Regions from separate parts of the Pan paniscus genome. Here region 1 is linked to region 2. Evidence: chromatin contacts called from public Hi-C data. All regions are on one chromosome and are shown on one strand. Each heading gives the region's core, a stretch centred on a gene start, on an enhancer-like site or on the middle of the called end of the contact. The rest is flanking DNA. Distances are from core to core; before and after follow the strand shown.

The links. A called contact is a pair of places that touch in the nucleus more often than the background predicts.
Region 1: a contact with region 2 is called in a Hi-C map of fibroblasts, with 5 times the contacts expected there. The contact joins the promoter of LOC100980742 here to the enhancer-like site in region 2. A contact is called at or near these places in 2 of 3 Hi-C or Micro-C datasets (fibroblasts and induced pluripotent stem cells).

Annotation. Positions count from the first base shown.
Region 1 is chr15:51,231,574-51,238,957 of NHGRI_mPanPan1-v2.0_pri, forward strand. It overlaps LOC100980742 (putative uncharacterized protein encoded by LINC01599), which reads right to left and starts at 3,808. Exons shown (of 5, transcript XM_003831737.5): 1 at 1-3,808.
Region 2 is chr15:50,995,477-51,002,253 of NHGRI_mPanPan1-v2.0_pri, forward strand. LOC129393808 (a long non-coding RNA gene) reads right to left here. Exons shown (of 3, transcript XR_008620862.2): 2 at 4,915-5,028; 3 at 461-2,883. Among named protein-coding and RNA genes, the nearest start is that of NEMF, 11 kb to the left of the region's middle. Within about 2 kb of position 3,530, at least 2 of the 2 cell types and tissues checked have open chromatin away from gene starts, as enhancers often do.

The sequences.
Region 1 (7,384 bases), core at 2,558-5,057, 240 kb after region 2:
TGCTGCACCCATTAACTCATCGTTTAACATTAGGTATATCTCCTAATGCTATCCCTCCTCCCTCCCCCGACCCCACAACAGGACCCTGTGTGTTGTGTTCCCCTTCCTGTGTCCAAGTGTTATCATTGTTCAATTCCCACCTATGAGGGAGAACATGCAGTGTTTGGTTTTCTGCCCTTGCGATAGTTTCCTGAGAATGATGGTTTCCAGCTTCATCCATGTCCCTACAAAGGACATGAACTCATCCTTTTTTATGGCTGCATAGTATTCTATAGTGTATATGTGCCACATTTTCTGAATCCAGTCTATCATTGATGGACATTTGGGTTGGTTCCAAGTCTTTGCTATTGTGAATAGTGACCTGGCCAGTTTTAAAACTTGCTCTCCTGGCCAGGTGCAGTGGCTCATGCCTGTAATCTCAGCACTTTGGGAGGCTGAGGTAGGAGAATCGCTTGAGCCCAGGAGTTCAAGACTAGCCTGGGCGAAGTAGCAAGACCTCATTTTTTTTGTTGTTGTTGTTGATTTGTTTGTTTTAATAAGTTTTAAAAAAGAAAAAAGGCCAGGCACAGTGGCTTACACCTGTAATCCCAGCACTTTAGGAGTCCGAGGCAGGTGGATAGGCCGAGGCAGGCAGATCACCTGAGGTCGGGAGTTCCAGACCAGCCTGATCAACATGCAGAAACTCTGTCTCTTCTAAAAATACAAAATTAGCTGGGCATGGTGGCACATGCCTGTGATCCCAGCTACTCAGAAGGCTGAGGTAGGAGAATCATTTGAACCCAGGAGGCGGAGGTTGCGGCAGTGAGCCGAGATTGCGCCATTGCACTCCAGCCTGGGCGACAAGAGCGAAACTCTGTCTCAGAAAAAACGAAAAGAAAAAACAAAACAAACAAAAAAAAACCACTTGCTCTCCAGATGGCAAACCTCACTGCCCAAGTACCTCTCCTAATACATGTTGCAATTCTCCCTCCACTTCTCAGGAACCCCCATAATCATGGGGGTTAGAACCAAGCCCCAGAATCTACCTCCTTATGTAAGCTACTCATTTTCTCATCTCTTGAGTTATTCTCACTAAATAATGATCCCTTGATTGGGGGATGGAGAGGTGCAGGCTTGAACACTTTCTGGGTGCAAAGAAGTAGATTTCCTCTTTTGTTACATTTAAATCAAACCACTCCCACAACAGGTTTTTGTTTCCTCCCTTTTACTTTCTGATGAGTTTCATAACGCTTACTTTTGTAGTTTGATAAGATCTCCACAGTATGATCAGCAACCAACACTATTCTAGAAAGCTTCTAAATCAACTGTTAAGATGATCTGGTGGGTATTATGGACAAAATGCAAACTTAAAAAGCAGATTACTTTCTGGGAAGGTAATGATTGAGAAGGATCTTAAGAGTAGGGTTTAATGGGCTGAAAGGTTTGAATGCTCTACCAGTTAGAATCTGATCCACTGCAAGGGAGAGAAACCCAGCCCCAAACCAGCAGAACAGAGTTAACTAGGTGAGGTAACTGGGAAGTCCAGGAGCTGCGGTGGCTTTAGACATAGCTGGCTTCAGAGACTCAAACAGAATCATCGGAAAAATGTTCTAATTTCTCTGTTTGCTTCTAGACTCTGCTTTCCTCTATCTTGACTTTTACTTTTGGGCAGCTCAAAACTTACTTTATCCTTGGCACTAGCTACCCCAGAAAAGAAGGGCCTGTTATGCAGGGGGAATCCTGTGGGTTAGCCTAGATCAGGAAACCCAAGTCTCTCCTGAACTTGGTGGGCTATTGGGAGTAGCATGATGAAAAGTCTGGAACCCCAGGTTAGGAGTACGCTCTGCCACCACCGCCTGCACAGATAAGTGTAGAGAGATATTGAAGGTGGGGAGACTATTAGAGGAGTGAGGCCCAACCTGAGGTGATGGCCGTGAAGATGGAAAGTGGGGGAAGACTGTGAGAACCCATCACAGATCAGTGTATGACACGCTGAGTTCATGTGAGGCAGAAGAAATTAGAAATGCTAAAAGAATGGTGATGCCATTAGTAAAACAAGAATATGAGGCAGAAGAGTCTATTTTTGCAGAAATTTTGCTAAGACATACTCTTGGTTGGGCAAGCAAAGGAAGACATCAGGCAGGCAGTTGAAGGGGAGAGGTCAGACTTAAGAGAGGGATCGGAGCTAGAGGTCTAGAGAGGGGGCCTCTACAATAAGCTTGTAGTTGGAATCATGAAAATTGCAAGATCTATGTGTGCAGAGGTGAGTGGTCAAAAGACAGAGCCCCAGGGAATTGTGAGTTAAGCAACAGACAAGGAAAAGGAATGAAGGATGGTGACGGAGGAGCAACCAGACACTGGGCGGAGAAAGTCAGACCTACTTAAGTCAAATAGGAGAAAAGTTCCAGTATCAAAAAGAAAAAGAAATAGATCCACATGTTCAACAATATTTCCAATATTGGTTCTATACTCATATTTTCCTCATTCCTTTTCATAAGTGAACTCACAATCAAACTAAGTCCAACGAGCAGCTATTGAGGCTACAAGATTTACTGCTTTCTGAATACCAGTGGCTTCCATCCTAAGGTGTATTCATCTGAGACCTGAGTTGCTTATCATTAGTAACAACATATTCATTTTGGGGTCTTCTCTCATTTTTTTTAGAACAAGGACCAGGTATTAAAACAGCTGCCCAAGTACCAAGGTGCAAAGATGGCACTGCTGCAGATAGCTAAGCTGCTAAGCAGGCAGCATCATTATGTTGACTTGGGGGCAGATGTATAAAATCTAATCCTGGCAGATGAAAGTCAGGTTGGAAGTCTCAGTGTATGAAATACAAAAATGGGAGCTATATGACCATCAACCTGTTTGAGAACTGACTGTCCCTGGAGTCAAGGCAGAAGATATTTCAATATTTCACCTTTAAGTGTTCTGTTTTTTTCCAATAATTCCTTGAATTTTGGTACTTCCCAGGGCCTTAACCTGGGCTTTCCCCCAATCTATACATTTGGGGTGATCTATAAGACCTCAACTTGGCCGGGCACGGTGGCTCACGTCTGTAATCCCAGCACTTTGAGAGGCTGAGGCAGGTGGATGGCCTGAGGTCAGGAGTTCGAGACCAGCCTGGACAACATGGCGAAACCCCGTCTCTACTAAAAATACAAAAATTAGCCGGGTGTGGTGGCACACGCCTGTAATCCCAGCTACTCAGGAGGGTGAGGCAGGAGAATCGCTTGAATCTGGGAGACAGAGGTTGCAGTAAGCCAAGATAGCACCACTGCACTCCAGCCTGGGCTACAGAATGAGACTCTGTCTTGCCAAAAAAAAAAAAAAAAAAAAAAAAAGACATCATCTTTCTCAGTCCACCCTCTCTTCTGCCCCCAAACCTATATACGGTCATCCCTCAGTATCCATGGGGAATTGATTCCAGGACCACCCACAGATATCAAAATCCACAGATGTTCAAGTCCTTTGTATAAAATAGTGTAGTATTTGCATATAACCTATACACATCCTCCCATATACCTTATTACTTTTTTATTGGACTGAATTTATTTTTTTATCTTCAGCTTTTAAATTCAGGGGTACATGTGCAGGATGTGCAGGTTTGTTGCATAGGTAAACGTGTGCCATAGTGGTTTGCTGCACAGATCTACCCATCACCTAGGTATTAAGCCCAGCATCCATTTGCTATGTGTTTGCCCTCCACACCCACCCCCTACCCCCATATAGTTTAAATCATCTCTAGACTACTTATAATACCTAATACAATGTAAATGTTATGTAAATAGTTGTTATACTGTCTTGTATAGGGAATAATGACAAGAAAAACTCCGTCTGTACATGTTCAGTACAGACACAACCATCTATTTTTTTTCCCGAATATTTTCAACCTGCGTTTGGTTGAAACCCATGGAACTCACATATACAGAGGACCGCTTGTGTTTAGCTGCCTATTACATACATGTAACCAGGGTCACAGTGTGTGGCCACTCAGGCTGGGTACAGCAAAGAGCAACATTGGAAGGGGACACCATTCACACTGTAGACATCATTATTGTTTTGAAGTTAAAACCAAAAATTAAAACAGTTGATTCCAAACTTACATGATTTATACACAGGACAATTTTCTGGCAAAGGACAGTAAAGTCTCTAGTTCTAATAAAATTAATGTCATTACAATTCTTTTCAAAATAAAAGTGTTTTAAAGAAAAGGGACTCTGACCTGCAGAAGGGCAGTATGAGGACCGTGGAGGCCTTGACCCCATCAGGATGCACCACGGGCACCTACACAACTTACTGTATCTGCCTTAGTCTAGCTCCACAGCAGTTCTCAGATCCCGTCCTCTTCATTCCTACTGCTACTACCAGAGTTCAGACCCCCCTCCTCAACATCTCTTACCTGTTCATTCTTCCTTCCTGATCTCTTTGCCTCATGTCTTGCCCCCTCCTGCCCACTCTCCAAATTTGCTGTCAGAATAATCTTTCTAAAATGATTTGGCCAAGTGGCTACCCTACTTAAAGTATTGAAATATCCTCTAATTGCCTCCAGAATCCATCTGCACTCCTGAATACGCCACATGGACTCTGCACGTCCTTGCCCTGCCCTCCTGCCTACCCATTAGTCATCTCCTACACATGCCCTATGCTCGAGCCACATCAAAACCACATTTGATGCTGTTGCATGTGTTTGCCTAGAATACCTGACAAGCTGTCCAGTGGCTTTCCATTCATCCTTCAAAAATCAGCTTAATGGTCCCTTCATGAAATCTTCCCTGACCAACTAAGGCAGAGGCGACCACACCCTCCTTGGCACTGCCGCTGTAGCTAGCTTATGCCTTTATGATTGCATTTCTCTGAGTTGCAATTATGTTTTGCATATGCCTCTCATTACAGATGTGAGAGCTGCTTACGGGTATGGAATGCATCTTATTATTTGTCCCTAATATTTAAAAGAGTACTGATGGGTACCTCTGATACCTAGCACAGTGCCTGTCCGCTGAATTGAAGGAGTAAATAAATGTGTTGAATGTTGAGAAGAGTCATTGAGGGTAGATTTGAAAATGAGAGAAGGGAAGAGAAGTAAAATGTCTTGAGGATTTTAAGTTCCGGGATACATGTGCGGGATGTGCAGGTTTGTCACATAGGTAAACATGTGTCATGGTGGTTTGCTGCACCCATCAACCCATCACCTAGGTATTAAGTCCAGCATGCATTAAGCTATTTATCCTGATGCTCTCCCTCCCCACTGTTGAGGATCTTTTATGTCAGGCGTTGTTCCAGACTCTTTACACATAGGTCCTCAGTTTTGGGTTAACTGTGGAGAAACTCTAACAGCAACAAGCCATATTTCATTTGCTGTCCACTTTACAGTATTTTGCGGAGTCTCGGGGAACTTCTTTGCTAAGTTCTGTTCCTGCCCTCTGCGGTGTGCACTAGTCTGCTGCATTGGGACTTTCGTGTTTTTGAAAGGGGACTATTTCTTTGTTTTTGCTTTTGGTATTGCATTCTGCTGGGAAGTATCAAACCAGTGATGCCCCATGCCTCATTAAAGCCTTACGGGACTTTTTTTTTTTTTTGATAAGAGTAACCTCTCAATTATTTTCCCCTATGGCCTCTCTCTTCCTATGACAAAGGTAGGGTCTAAAAGACATGGTGAAGATGTCTGGTTGGAACATAACGGTAAACAACAGGCACACTGCTAAACTTGGAATCCTTCCTAACAACTGAGGATTGTTTTTCCTGGACCACTTATGTGTCATTTACTTGGGATGGTTTCTTGTACACCTCTCTAGTTTGCAAGAGTTTACCAGTCTGATTCTCAGAACAAACAGTTTTGGCTTAAGCTGAGGAGACTGCTTCCTTAAGTATGGTCTCCATACATTATCTAGTTTAACCATCACCACAATGTTAGCCAGTAGATATTCTCATTTTACAGAAAGGGAAAGTAACATGCAGAGTTTAACTTGCCCAAGGACATACAGGTAGATTAGGTGGTAATCAAGTGAGCTGTTTTCTCATAAAGCTTGGGAGCATAAAGGGAAGGCGATTGGATTTAGAACTGAACTGGAACTGTCTTCCAGGGCTAACTGGGAATATTGTTCCTACCAGCCAAACTATGCCTCTCCTGTTCTTTGGACTCTCAGGTTAACAAGCAGACATTTCACAGGGAACAAGAGTAACAGACTGACTGTGGGTGTCAGATACATGTTTGAGAGTGAAGAGTTTTGAACAACAGAATTTTTTAAAATATCCATCCACTGCAGTGGCTCACAGCTGTAATCCTGGCACTTTGAGAGGCCGAGGTAGGATGACTGCTTGAGCCCAGGAGTTCAAAACCAGCCTGGGCAACACAGTGAGACCCTGTCTCTACAAAAACAAATATTTTTTTAATTAGCCAGGCATAGTGGTATGTTGCCTGTAGTCCCAGCTACTGGGAGGCTGAGGCAGGAGGACCACTTGAGCCCAGGAGGTCGAGACTGTAGTGAGCTATGATCATGCCACTGCACTCTAGCCTGGGCAACAGAGTGAAACACACTCTCAAAAAAAAAAAAAAAAAATCCTTGTAACAAGATTTAGAAAGAAAATAGTTATTTTAAAAGCACATTACTGTACCTACATTCATAAATGTCACTGAAATCCAAAGATATTCTCTGGTTAAACATTTATTATTTGTGGGAGTGTGAAACTTGTTTTTCCTGTTTTTAAGTTTTAAGAAGCCAGTCCTTTGTTCCATGTGAATTATATGCCATGAGATTATTTACACTCATTCTAAACACAAGTGTAAAGCTTCTCATCTAAGCTTCGTATAAAAAAAATAGTAATTTGTGGCTGGGCGCGGTGGCTCATGCCTGTAATCCCGGCACTTTGGGAGGCCGAGGCGGGCGGATCACCTGAGGTTGGGAGATTGAGACCAGCCTGACCAACATGGAGAAACCCTGTCTCTACTAAAAATACAAAATTAGCTGGGAGTGGTGGCACATGCCTGTAATCCCAGCTACTAGGGAGGCTGAGGCAGGAGAATCACTTGAACCTGGGAGGCGGAGGTTGTGGTAAGCCAAGATTGCACCATTGCACTCCAGCCTGGGCAACAAGAGCGAAACTCCATCTCAAAAAAAAAAAAAAAATAGTAATTTGTATATGTAGCACCTCAGTACATTGCTGTACTGTGCATGCAGCACAAGCAGGTTATCAGGACACATTCCTTAAAAGAACAAGGTTGAGTACTGAATGTAGATACATGAGATTGTTTGTACTGTATACCTAAAACTCTGGCAATGATTTGTCAAACAATCATGAACCAACACAAGCACCTGGAACTCACATCGTTAATGCCTGGACTTCAGCAGATTAACAAATCTGAGTTAAAGGTAACTTTTAAAAAACTACTCAAGGCCAGGTGTGG
Region 2 (6,777 bases), core at 2,280-4,779:
AAGGGGTATTGTTTTTGTTTTGTTTTGTTTTTGAGACTGAGTTTCACTCTTGTTGCCCAGGCTGACAGTGCAATGGCTCACTCTTGGCTCACCTCAGCCTCTGCCTCCCGGGTTCAAGCGATTCTCCTGCCTCAGTCTCCCCAGTAGCTGGGATTATAGGCATGTACCACCACACCTGGCTAATTTTGTATTTTTATTACAGATGGGGGTTTCTCCATGTTGGTCAGGCTGGTCTTGAACTCCCGACCTCAGGTGATCTGCCCGCCTCGGCCTCCCAAAGTGTTAGGATTACAGGCGTGAGCCACTGCGCCCAGCCCATAAAAGTTTAAAGTCACCATATGTCAAAAATATTCCACCATAACCCTAATCTTAACCCTAAACATAATTAAAACCTTAAAAGTGTAGTCCACACACACACACACACACACACAGAAAAAAATATCAATGTGAAAATGTGTTCAACTTAAAAGTTGTTTTTTTTTTTAAAGTATAAGTATGTTAAAGAACACAGTTACTGGCTGGGCACGGTTGAGGTAGGTGCATCACTTGAGGTCAGGAGTTCGAGAAGACAGTTACTGAAAGGATACCTTTCTGTCCTCTCAGAGTTTTGTCAGTTACAGACTGAGCTTGATTCCCCCCATGTATTACTTTCCTATTCTGTGGTAATTTGCTGTATCAAATTACCACAAATTTAGAGGCTTAAACAACATAAATTTATTATTATTATTATTATTGAGATGGGGTCTCACTCTGTCCCCTTGGCTGGAATGCAGTGGGACACTAACAACTCACTGCAGCCTCAACCTCCCGGGCTCAGGTGATCCTCCCACCTCAGCCTCCCTGGTAGCTGAGACTACAGGCACATACTACCACACATGGTTAATTTTCATATTTTTTGTAGAGACAGGGTTTCACCATTTTGTGCAGGCTGGTCTCCAAATCCTGAGCTCAAGCAATCCACCTTCCTTGGCCTCTCAAAGTGCTGGGAATTACAGGTGTGAGCCACTACATGCGGCCAAATTTATTATTTAAGAGTTCTGGAGATCAGAAGTACCAAATGGGTGAAGAGGGCTGCATTCCTTCTGGAAACTCTTGAAGAGAATCCCTTTCCTTGCCTTTTCCAGCTTCAGGGGGGCTGTCCACATTCCTTGGTTAGTTAGCACATAGATATCTTTGGGGAGGGGGTCATTATGCTGCCTATTGCACCTCAGTTCCACAAAGCTGAGTTATCCCAGAGGTCATGGTACTCAGGAAGTAGGAACCCCAGGGCTAATGGAGGCAGCTACTCAAAAGCAGTTCTTACATCCATAGCTAAGTCATTCTGGGTCCAATTCAGGGATCCATTTAGTGAAAAACAAGAGATACAAAAATTAGCCGGGCATGCTGGTGTGTGTGTGCCTGTAATCCCAGCTACTCGGGAGGCTTGAGGCAGGTGAAGCGCTTGAACCCGGGAGGCAGAGGTTGCAGTGAGCAGAGATCGCTCCCCGGAACTCCAGCCTGGGAGACAGAGCAAGACTCTGTCTCAAAAAAAAAAAAAAAAAAAAAAGATATACCAAAATTATTTTGCTTCTTATTTTAAGGTTGGTGAGAAGGTAAAGATTTTTTTTTTTAAATAGCATCTCTACCTATTTTCATTTTGTAAAAATGCATTCATTTGGAGGTGATTTTTTAATTCTCGAAAAGTTGTCCTGAAGAACTGGAATCAGACCTATTCCATGCGGTTGCAGAGGGCAGACCCAGAAGCAGCCATGGGGGAGATATCTGTTTTATTCAAAGAGGATCTTTTCTGACAGTTATCCTTGTTCAAAATGCAATGAACTACCTCAAAAAAAAAAAAAAGGGAATACAATTAGCTTTATAAAAAATTTAGTACAATGCTTCTTTCCTCTTTCATTTTATAGACAGTGAGGAAAATCTGTGTTTAGTGCTTAGAGTCTTTAAACTCCCAGTAGATTAATGTTAAGACTGATGTGAATGCTTAACCAATTTCCACTGGCCCTAAAATGCCTGAATTTAACAGTAAGCCCTCCAAAACAGTTATTTCATATAGATGAAATTTCTAATCACAGACCACCAAGAACTTTTGAAAAATTTAAAGGTTGTCTTCTTTCATAGCTTATTCACTTATTTCTGTTTTTAAAATGAAGCATGATTATGAGACATGCTCAAGGACAGCTCAGTGGAGGATGCAGAGGTTTTTGCTCTCATTAACACTGGGTTCAAGACCCAGGCGGCTGGGCGCGTTCTTTAAACTCCCTTTGCTTCAGTTACTTTTCGGAGTCTAGGTGCCCTTCCCTTTTTGGCAATCCGACGGAGAGAGAAGCAAGCGAGGAGACAGGGGGGTGCATTCTGCCACGCTGGCCCCTCACCTCTGTCATCACAGGGCGTTCTGGGTTCCTCTAAGAGTAGTTTTTCCCTTATAAGGAGGCAGTAGTGGGATTCCTCTTCGGAAGATTAGCCCTGCTTGTAGCCAAGTAGAACGAAAGGATTTGTGTGTAAGACTGTTGATTAGCCCGTCTTTGGTCTATAGCATTCTAAAGCAAAAACCTTGACAGGACAGGGGTGAAAGAAGGTGACATCCGTGACAGGAGGTAGGCAGGGAAGCTCAGGTCAGCTCAGTGCAGGGGAATAGTGTTGGTAACTGCAAGCAGCATCCTGAACGGCCGCGGGAAGAACTTGGAAATTCTTTAAGAGAACGTACTTTTTGCTCTCTGTGATCCGGCGGCCATTTTTTCCGACTGTCTGTGGGTAAACGAGCAGCCCCTGTTGGCTCCGAGGGTAATAACAGCTTTTCGCAGAGACGTTTTGAATATGCGCCGGTAGGGGGCAGCGATGAGGCGGTTGCAAATCCCCAAGCATCCCGTCAACTGGTGAGCTTTCGCGCTGAAGGAAACGTAAAACAGTGGATAAATATAAGAGTGGAGAGAGAAAGCCAACTATAAACCTCAGTAACATCTTTCTCTCTATATTTTTTCCTTTAGAGGAAGAGAGGACTCGTCTTTAAATGCGCACATTAGTATGTTTCTTAATACGTATGAACCGGAAAGGAGGCAAACTTCTTAACTTCAAAGACACTATTTACTTACAAAGGTACCCTTAATTAGGGAGGGGGGCAAAAGAGACGGGGTCTCGCTATGTTGCTCAGGCTGGAGTGCAGTGGCTATTCACAGGCGCGATCCCACTACTGATCAGCACGGGAGTTTTGACCTGCTCCGTTTCCGACCTGGGCCGGTTCACCCCTCCTTAGGCAACCTGGTGGTCCCCCGCTCCCGGGAGGTCACCATATTGATGCCGAACTTAGTGCGGACACCCGATCGGCATAGCGCACTACAGCCCAGAACTCCTGGGCTCAAGCGATCCTCCCACCTCAGCCTCCCGAGTAGCTGGGACTACAGGCACGCGCCACCGCGCCCGGCGGTCGGAGACGCTGCGAAAAGCTACTAGAAGCTGCAGTGCAGTTACGTCATTGGGGACGGGGGGGGGGCCCACGCCGGGCGACGTGGGCTTGGACACACCCACACTGGGCGGTCTGGAGGCTACGTTAGTGTGGCGTCATCCGAGCTGGGCAGCCGTTCTGCCTTACAGAGTTGGGACCCCGGAAGCTTATCGGCGCGGTTGCTGCCGCGGCTCCCTGTGTTTTGATCCGAACACCACGTTCCTGCTTAACAGAAATTGGTCAGTATGCGCTTAATGCTCATAGTGTGGCGTCCGGACACGCAGCAAGAGAAAAACGCAATAACCTGGTCCGTCAGCGTTCCTTGCTTCAGCAGGCCTTAAATATGTGCTGCATCTTTTGGGGGACGTTACTTAAGAGGCAAACATCTGGCTCGAAGTCTTCCATTATTTTCAGCAAGCATTTAGGAGGTGACTGCACTATAAGGAGAATAACCCACAGTAGCACAGGTTGGGAGTCTGCACAGTGCCGAGGCCAGCTCAGTCTTCACTATTCGAACGAAGGAAGCCTGGGGCAACTGTTTGTTTTCTCTGCCCTGCATGTTAGTTGCCCGTTGTTTTTGGAGAAAAAACTAGTATCGGGGTATATAGGTGGAAAAATTTGGATTTGGCAGCTTGAAGCCTTTTTTGCGACAAGCTTAGGTTAGGAAGGGATAGAGGGGAGGAAAGAAAAAATAATTTTCGACCATAGTAGATCTGCGAAAGCAGACCTTCTGTTTGTCCTCTTATCTATTGTCTTTCCCTCACCCCCCACCCCTTGTCTCCTAAAAACCAGTCCAGACTTTCCCCGCCACCTCCGTCCTTGTAGCAGATAACGTTGCTCCTTCCTTCATGGATAAATTGAAGGCCAACAGACAAAAACTTTTCAACTCTTTGCTGCTCTCCCCGCTCTAAATTTATCTTTACACCTTCAGAGAAGAGCACCCTTCTGTTTTCCCCTCCTACCTCAAACCCAGTAGGTCAAAATTCTTCCGTCAATCATTTTTACCCATCCTATCTCCCTCTTTCATTTATACAGATTCCAAGCTGCCTTTCTTCTTCTAAAAAAAAAAAAAAAAAAAAAAAGCAAAAAAACTCCTTTGACCTTGCCTGTCTTTCTAAATGAAATCTGTCTGTTGTTTTCATGGCTGCACTGCTTGAAACCATGTTCTACAATTGCCACATTTGCTTCTTAACCTTCTATCTTCAGTCCATAGCCCACCAATCCACTGAAACTATTCTAGCTAAGGCTACGATACCCAAGCCTCCTAATTGGCAGGTCTAAGGGACCCTTTCTGACATAGGTGATGTAATTTACCACCAATCTCTGTCACTTGTGACTGCTGTTTCCTCCCTGAACGTTTCTTCTCCCTGGTTCTTGTTCACAGCCCCTGATATTTCCTCCCAGGCTCTCTCTTCTGCCCACCCAGCAAATGTTTTTATTCCTTACAGTTCCCTCCTAAATGTTCTCTGTTCTCTCACCGTGTTCTTCATGAGTGATGTAATCAATTCTCAAGGCTCTCAAATCTGTAGTTCCAATCTGATGCTGTTTCCAGAGCTTCAGATTCACATTTTTAGTTGCCTTCTGGATGTCACCTTGAAATCAGTCAAAACTTCAAATTCAGTATTTGCAAACAAAACTGATCATCTTCTCTTCTTCCTCCAAGCTTGCCCATTTTTTCTTTTTATCAATATGTTTATTTATTTATTTTTCGAGACAGAGTCTTGCTCTGTTGCCCAGGCTGGAGTGCAGTGGCACGATCTCGGCTCACTGCAACCTCCGCCTCCTGGGTTCAAGTGATTCTCCTGCCTCAGCCTCCTCAGTAGCTGGGATTACAGGTGCCCACCACCGCACCCAGCTAATTTTTGTATTTTCAGTAAAGATGGGGTTTCGCCATGTTGGCCAGGCTGGTCTTGAACTCCTGACCTCATGATCCACCTGCCTCGGCCTCCCAAAGTGCTGAGATTACAGGCGTGAGCCACTGTGCCTGGCTCATCAGTATGTTTAGTTGCTCACTTCAGAACTCTCAGAGTCATCCTTGACTACTATTTCATCCATTCAATACCAAATACTTACTTTTTACTTATCCAATGACAGGCACTGTACTAGGTGGTAGAGATGTGGTGGTGAAGAAAAGAGACAGAGTGGAAGAGACAGACAAAAACTTAGCAAAAAAAATTATAATTTCAAACTGTGATAAGTACCGGTGAAGGAAGCACAGTACTGAGATATGAACAATGGTGGTAGGAAGCAGGTGGGGCACCTGCTTTTGAGAATGTAGTCAGGTAAGCCTCTTTTAGGAGGTATCATTTAAATTAGGGCCTGAAGAATGAGGCATCGGTTAAGGTACATTGAAGCAAACAAGGACTGTCTGTAAACTGAAGTAAACGAACCTTTCTTTAGGAAATTCAGAAGAAAGAAAATTATCTCAAGGAAGTTGGTCAGAAGAAAATGGGCAGACCATGAAATGTTAGTTGTCCCCCAAAGTCGGTTCTCCCCTTTTACAGTGCTAATACATTGCTACTTGGGCACATGAATCCCAGCTAGAGACCACATTGCCTGAATTTCCTTACAACCAAGTGTGGTCAAGTTCTCACTAATGGAATATGAATGAAAGTTGTATGTGTCCTCTGCATCACTTGCTTAAAAAGAAATCGGTTGCCCTCTACTTTGGCCCTTTTGGCCTTTCCAGCGCTAGGTGGCGCCAGTGCAGATCCACTGCAGTGCCCCATCTTTAACCATGCAAATTAGGAAAAATACCTAGGGTCGAGGAAAGAAACCAGTGAATTCAGAAGGGGCAGGATTGGAAAACAAAACAAAACAAAAACCAAAACAAAAAAACAACCAAACCAAACCAAAATAAAACCAAAACAGCAGAGTCCATGGATGAATTAATGAAGCTGATCCACCCTATAGCCTCCACCACTCCTACCTCTGGACTGTTAGATGAGAAATAAGCTTCCATCTCAATTCAATCACTATATTTTGGGGTCTCTTTATTATTACAGCATACTCTGTACTCTAACTAATAGAGGGAGGTTCCCAGAAGAAAATCCTGGATAAGCAGAACTCAGAGCAGGAACCAAAAGAGCTCCAGGTATCTACAGGGCACCCCAATGGGATGAACCATCCTCAGTATCCTCTAAGAAGAGTCTGATTTTCTAGTTTGAGTTCTGTATTCTTCTACAATCTGTATTTATATGCATACCTATTTTTATTTTTGTTATTTATTTATTTATTTTTTGAGACGAAGTTTCGCTCCGCTTGCCCAAGCCGGAGTGCAATGGTGTGATCTCAGCTCATTGCAACCTCCGCCTCCTGGGTTCAAGTGATTCTCCTGCCTC